Regions from separate parts of the Mus musculus genome. Here region 2 is linked to region 1. The links are chromatin contacts, called in public Micro-C maps. All regions are on one chromosome and are shown on one strand. The core of a region is the stretch at or near the end of the contact, and the rest is flanking DNA. Distances in the headings are between cores, read along the strand shown.

Region 1 (2,700 bases), core at 173-2,672:
TTTAGCTCCACTGGAACAAAACCTTAAGCTCGTCTCTGCCCCATCCCCCTACCTCCCCTAATTGTCTCCTTTTTTTAATCAACTTGCTATTCATTTCCCAAACAAAAGGCAATTCAAGAATTGGAAGCACTTCAAGGGAAAGTTTCTGAATGACCTCATTTTACATGCGGCTTTCCAAGGCAGGCAGTGCGCTGTGCTGTTTCAGCTCCACTTTCCCTCCTCAGCATCCCATACTGTTGTGTCCAGTGGCCATTGTCTGAGCACTGAATTATCACCAGGGTTAAAAGCAAGCGTCCCTCGATAAAACAGGGTGCTAATAACGCATCTCACGTAAAGTGTGCATCCTTGAAATGGAAGAGTCCTCTTCCTTCCACCCACTCACGGAACCGGAATACATTCCACTAGCTATGAATCTTTCAACTTTTTCTTGTTGTTGTTGTTGGTTTTTGCAAAATGGATACTTGCATCTGAAACTGAGACCTGACAGCTCATTAATGTTCATAATAAAAGAAGTTTTGTTTTTGTCTGCAGATAACTTTATATGGCTTGAGACAAATTTCTATATTTTATTAATCCTGTTCTTAGCTTCCCACATAATTGTACCTTTAAAAGCACTGGCCATCAGTAATTAACAAAGATGTGTTTGTGTTGTTCACTGGACTCCAAAATCCCATTTATGAGTATTTTTTTTTTACTTTCCTCGCTATTGGCTACTCAACACAAACCAAAGGCCAAAATATCTTTTCCCTATCACACTTTTGGATTCAAATTTTATTAACATAGTTGTTTCAGTTTTAAAAAAAGAAAACAACAACAACAACAAAAAACAAATAAAAGCAAGCCCAGTGTGCTCAGAGCCATTTGGAACAAGAAATGTAGGCCCTATTATGGGATTTTTTTAAAGGGATATTAACTAGTCTATCTCCTTAGAGAACAGCTTCTACTGACATTGTGCAGTCATGTGTTGTTGTTAGGTCCCCCCCCCCCCAATTTGTTTTTAATAGAGCCAAAATACAGCATGGTGAATTTGTCTTCCTTCTGAAGAGGCTTTTCAACGGAAGCTGTTCTTTGTATACCTACCTTCGAAGTGGAAAATGAGATGCCCCTCCAGGGCTGTCAGGAGCTTCCATTCCAAGGGCAGAGAACGTTAATATTCTGGGTCTTTCAGACCCAGAGGCCAGCCATTGCCTCATTTCCCCCACTAACCTGGCCTTTCCCTTTTCTCCTTTCTCCATTAGCCCACTCCTGCAAACCTTTAATTTTTCTTGCTCAGCCTTCTCTTCCTTTCTCTGCCCCACCCACCACTTTTTCTTTCTGTCTTTCAAATGGGAGCCAGACAAAGTCTCACCCTCCTCTACAGCTGTGTGTCTGAGGCGGCGTGGGTGGCTACCAAAGTGAAGTGAGGAGTTGGCCGAGGGTTACTTATTTCTACCAGAAATCAAATGTCACTTGCCTTGACCATGGCTGGTTTCTGAAGTAGCAACAGCTGTCTCTATAGGGAGCGGCAGGATTTCTTTCCAGACGTTGCCAGAAGAAAGGAGGGGTAGGGTGAGAGATTGTGTACCACAAAGCAAGAAGATAGGATGGGAACATTTCAAAGAAGTCTGGGGAAAGGGTAGGAAGAAGAAAAAAGGCTTCCCTGTCTAGCATGGAGATTTGCACACGGAAGACAGTGGAGGGGATGGGTGCAGCCTTTGGAAGGAATGTTCCAGAACCCTTTTGGAAGTTGCTGAGATTTGTCAAATGATACTAGCGCCCTTATTTGGTGCCAGACTGGCGCCAGGAACAAAATGTATACTTATCAGAGTGACGTTTCTAATTCCCTTGCAATCCACCCATCAACAACCTAGCCCATCAAATGTTTCCCCTAATCCACAGAAAGTTATCTGACTCTCTCCCAAGTTGTCAGATTTTTAAAAGGGAGAAATTGCTGCTTGACAAACTACAGCAGCTGAGCAGCAACAGCTGGAGGACCCAGTTGCCTGCATAACATGAGGTCGTTGAGAGAGCAGGAACAGGTGGGCGGGGAATAAAAAGAAATCAACAAATGGATGTGGTAAGCTTTAGGCCTGGGGTTGACTGAGATGGATCTTATCCGGAATCAGAATTTTCAATGAAAAAGACAATCGGCTTCATTTGTCCAAAGCTATTTTCTGTTTTTGTTCATTTGTTTTTCATGAGCAAATACAACTGGAAGAAGAGTGAGGATTAAGAGACTAAAAGGTTGAGTTTCTGTAAAAATAAAGTACTTACTTCCAGTGATAACTGGTTACCAGCAAAGAGAATTGGGCTCTTAAACATCTGACTTCGAGTTTACAGGTCAGACCCTTTAGGGCAAATGATAATTTTGAACTGAGTAAAAGGATCATGAGATTTAAGAACGAAACCTGTTGGATTCTCAATTTCATTTTGTCAAAACATTGATTGACTCCAGAACAAGTCATTTAACATTGTGTGTGATTAATCAACTAGACTTTTTTCTTACTTGTGGTCATTACTTCTTAGTAGAGAAGAATGGCTCACCATTCAAAGCTTGCCATGATCCTCAGATAAGGCGTATAATGTGGCAACCTAATTATTACTATAGCAATTATATAACTGAGCTATTAAAGTGACACGTAGGTTGAAAATATATCAAGGTATTGAGATCAGGAAAAATTCTTTCTATAATAATACCTCAAATCTGAATCTACTTTTAAT
Region 2 (2,700 bases), core at 193-2,692, 240 kb after region 1:
CAGCTCTGTGAAGTGTGTCACTTCAATCCATGACTATCCAGAGCGCATTTTCCTGTCCTGGACTGCCTGGCCAGGTTGTGGGATCTGGAGGGCCTGTGTTTCATAATCACAGATTGTTGGAGCCTAAGTAAGTGATCTCCACCCTCAAGCCCATTAGCAAATTCATCTCACAAGCAAGCTCACAAGGCTCACAACAGGGAGAGAGTTGCTTCCCTGGGCAGTAAATGGGAAGCGTTGAAAGCTGCCCCCAAATGTCCAAAGATCACAAGTGCTCAGATGACTTCTCACAAGAGAAAAACCCATTGCTCCATGTGTTCGAATTTAGCTAGCCTTTGCTCTCAGTGACATCCTGACTTATGGACAATCTCATGTGATTCCTGGTTTTTTTTTTTCTCTCAGTTCCCAGGGAGCAAGTATCTATCTATTAAGCACATGCTCAGAGCAGCTGAGACCATCTATGGGAAATCTTGGGGTAAAATCTAGAGCGTGTAATATGAAGTGCTAGGACTTATTAGAAACCAACAACTCCCCCCCCCCCCTCTCTAAACCTTATTTTCCGTAGATCTTTCTTGAATTGTTTGCTTAAGGAGTTAAGTGCTTCCACTCACAGAAAATTTCCTTGGCACAGACATTAAATTAGCTGGGACTGAGCCTGAGCCCAGAGAGCTTCTCTCTCAAAGCTGGATGCTAGTCTTTCCCAGAGCATCCTGGAATGCTGTCTCCGGTCCTAAGCACGAGCTGGAAATCTTGGTGTATGTAAAAGTCTAGCATAGGTTGAATTTCTTTCTAGGAACCCAGAAGCTTCGATAATCTCCTTCTCTCCCACTCTACTTTCTTTCCCGTGTCTCTTTCTCTCTCTTCCCTTTTATCCCATCCCTTCTGTCTCTCTTTTCTCTCCTCCCCCTCTTCCTTCCCTATTCCTGTCAGTCTCTCTTTCTGGTGCCTTATGAGTTAAACGAATCAAGCAATAATGGTGTAAGGAACAGGAACCAGGATAGTGAATGAACCAATAAAATGGCCAGTTCTTCCCACACAATGGAGAGCAAACAAAGCGGCTCTCTGGATGGAATCCGTTCAGGAGCAAGAGGAAGACTTCCAGAACCACAGAGTTTGAGGGGCAAAGGGGAGGACCACGTTGGGATAAAGAGGGAATCTCATGGAAAAATGAGAGGCCGGCCAATGAATGGTAATAAAGAAACGTCACACTAGGAGGACTATGTCCTTTTCTTGACTGTAGTGTGTCTTATTTCTGTGGTTTTAATATACGCAGGCATATTCAGAAAACCATGAAGTCTGACTTCCTTAATTTTTGGCAAGAAGTAGAAGACAAGAATTTAGACTTCTCTACTATTGGTGACTCTTCTGTGTGCTGTTAGGGCCACGCAGTTCCCTTGAGGTGCAGGGTCAGGATGAGCCATGCCTGACTGCTCAGTGAATGGTCACTGATGCCTTCAGTGCTGGCTCCAGGCTGACACCTGCTTCACGCAGGCTGGGTTGGGCTCAGCATTACCATGCTGTGTTTTTCTTTTCACCATGGAGTCACAGCACAATGCCCTTGGGATTTGCCATGGTGATGAAATTGAATGTTAGATCACAGAAAGGATGGTAGTACTGTGTGTTGCAGTCTTTTTCTTCACTGATGGTAGTTCCTTCAACAACGTAGCAAGGATCTGAGGACTTCAGCTTCTGGCAAGGTTAAGGAAATGCAGAAGACAACTGGGAGATAGGAAAAGCTCTTGGAGAATCTTTGCTCATGCACAACTTTAAAGACAAGTGAAGTTATAAGACACATTGTATCGCTTTGGGGGAAATTGAAGAAGACATAATCAGAGGGACAGAAGCAAATGTCATAGAGGAAAGTGTACACTGTTTAAATGCACTCCGGTCTGTCAATTATGAGATGGGTACTACACCTTATAATTCTTTGTTTACAGGCATTCGGTGTCTGAAATACATTTTCCCATTAAGGCTCCAAGGTCAATGACACAGATAATTAACCAGCTGATTTAGTGCCTTTAATTTTCCTTGAAGCTTGAGTGAGACACCCCCACCATCCAGCCCAGCCTTGAGATTCCTATTCCAAGCGGGTCCTGGGACAGTGCTGCCTCTGTAATGGGACACTGATGTGATCTGTGGCTGAGGCTTTGACTAGCAGCATCATATGTCCACTTAAATGATGATGAATGCTGCCTTTGTTCCAGACAGGAAGATGTTATTATGCTGACTCATATTGGTGACTTCTCTGGGCTTCCCAGCAAGCATTGCTGCAGGATTTAATGCTGCTGATTCCTTACAGAGTTCCAGAGAGAATAAAGCAAACCGGGGAGCCCAAAGAAAGGCAAATAAAGAGCCCCAGGTGTAGTGAAGCTTAACACACCAAAGAATAAAGAGCAGCTGGTGTCTCCTCTTCTTTTTGTTTTCTCTTTCACTGTTGTGGCTGGGAGTCTGAAAGTTATTTCTACCCTCTGCCAACTTTGTTCACTTACTAGTATCTGGTCCTGTACTTCACCTATCAATAAATAGAATTTGAAATCTCTCAACCCAGGGATATTATTTCTGCTTCAACTTATTTCAGGATGCCACAACCCCAAATGAAAATCTGCAGATTGCTGATAGCTATGCCAATATCATCCAACTGCTAACCCTTCATTGGTGGCACCTATAGATAGATTGTGGGCATTGGAATACAACTGATAGGGG

Evidence for each region. A called contact is a pair of places that touch in the nucleus more often than the background predicts.
Region 2: a Micro-C map of muscle stem cells shows a contact between it and region 1, with 9 times the contacts expected there. The contact joins two enhancer-like sites. A contact is called at or near these places in 1 of 39 promoter capture datasets (cranial neural crest), 3 of 484 Hi-C or Micro-C datasets (muscle stem cells, nephron progenitors and pre-B cells), 6 of 115 datasets of contacts at active chromatin or transcription factors (embryonic forebrain, embryonic stem cells, fibro-adipogenic progenitors and 3 more) and 1 of 9 other capture datasets (adipose tissue).

The regions. Positions count from the first base shown.
Region 1 is chr2:6,875,314-6,878,013 of GRCm38.p6, forward strand. All of the region lies in intron 1 of Celf2 (CUGBP, Elav-like family member 2), which reads right to left. Among named protein-coding and RNA genes, the nearest start is that of Celf2, 8.3 kb to the right of the region's middle. Within about 2 kb of position 1,423, at least 16 of the 459 cell types and tissues checked have an H3K27ac peak or open chromatin away from gene starts, as enhancers often do. A contact at or near this core is called in muscle stem cells, where this site is marked.
Region 2 is chr2:7,113,854-7,116,553 of GRCm38.p6, forward strand. It overlaps a transcript of Celf2 not described here. Among named protein-coding and RNA genes, the nearest start is that of 5031426D15Rik, 190 kb to the left of the region's middle. Within about 2 kb of position 1,443, at least 75 of the 459 cell types and tissues checked have an H3K27ac peak or open chromatin away from gene starts, as enhancers often do. A contact at or near this core is called in muscle stem cells, where this site is marked.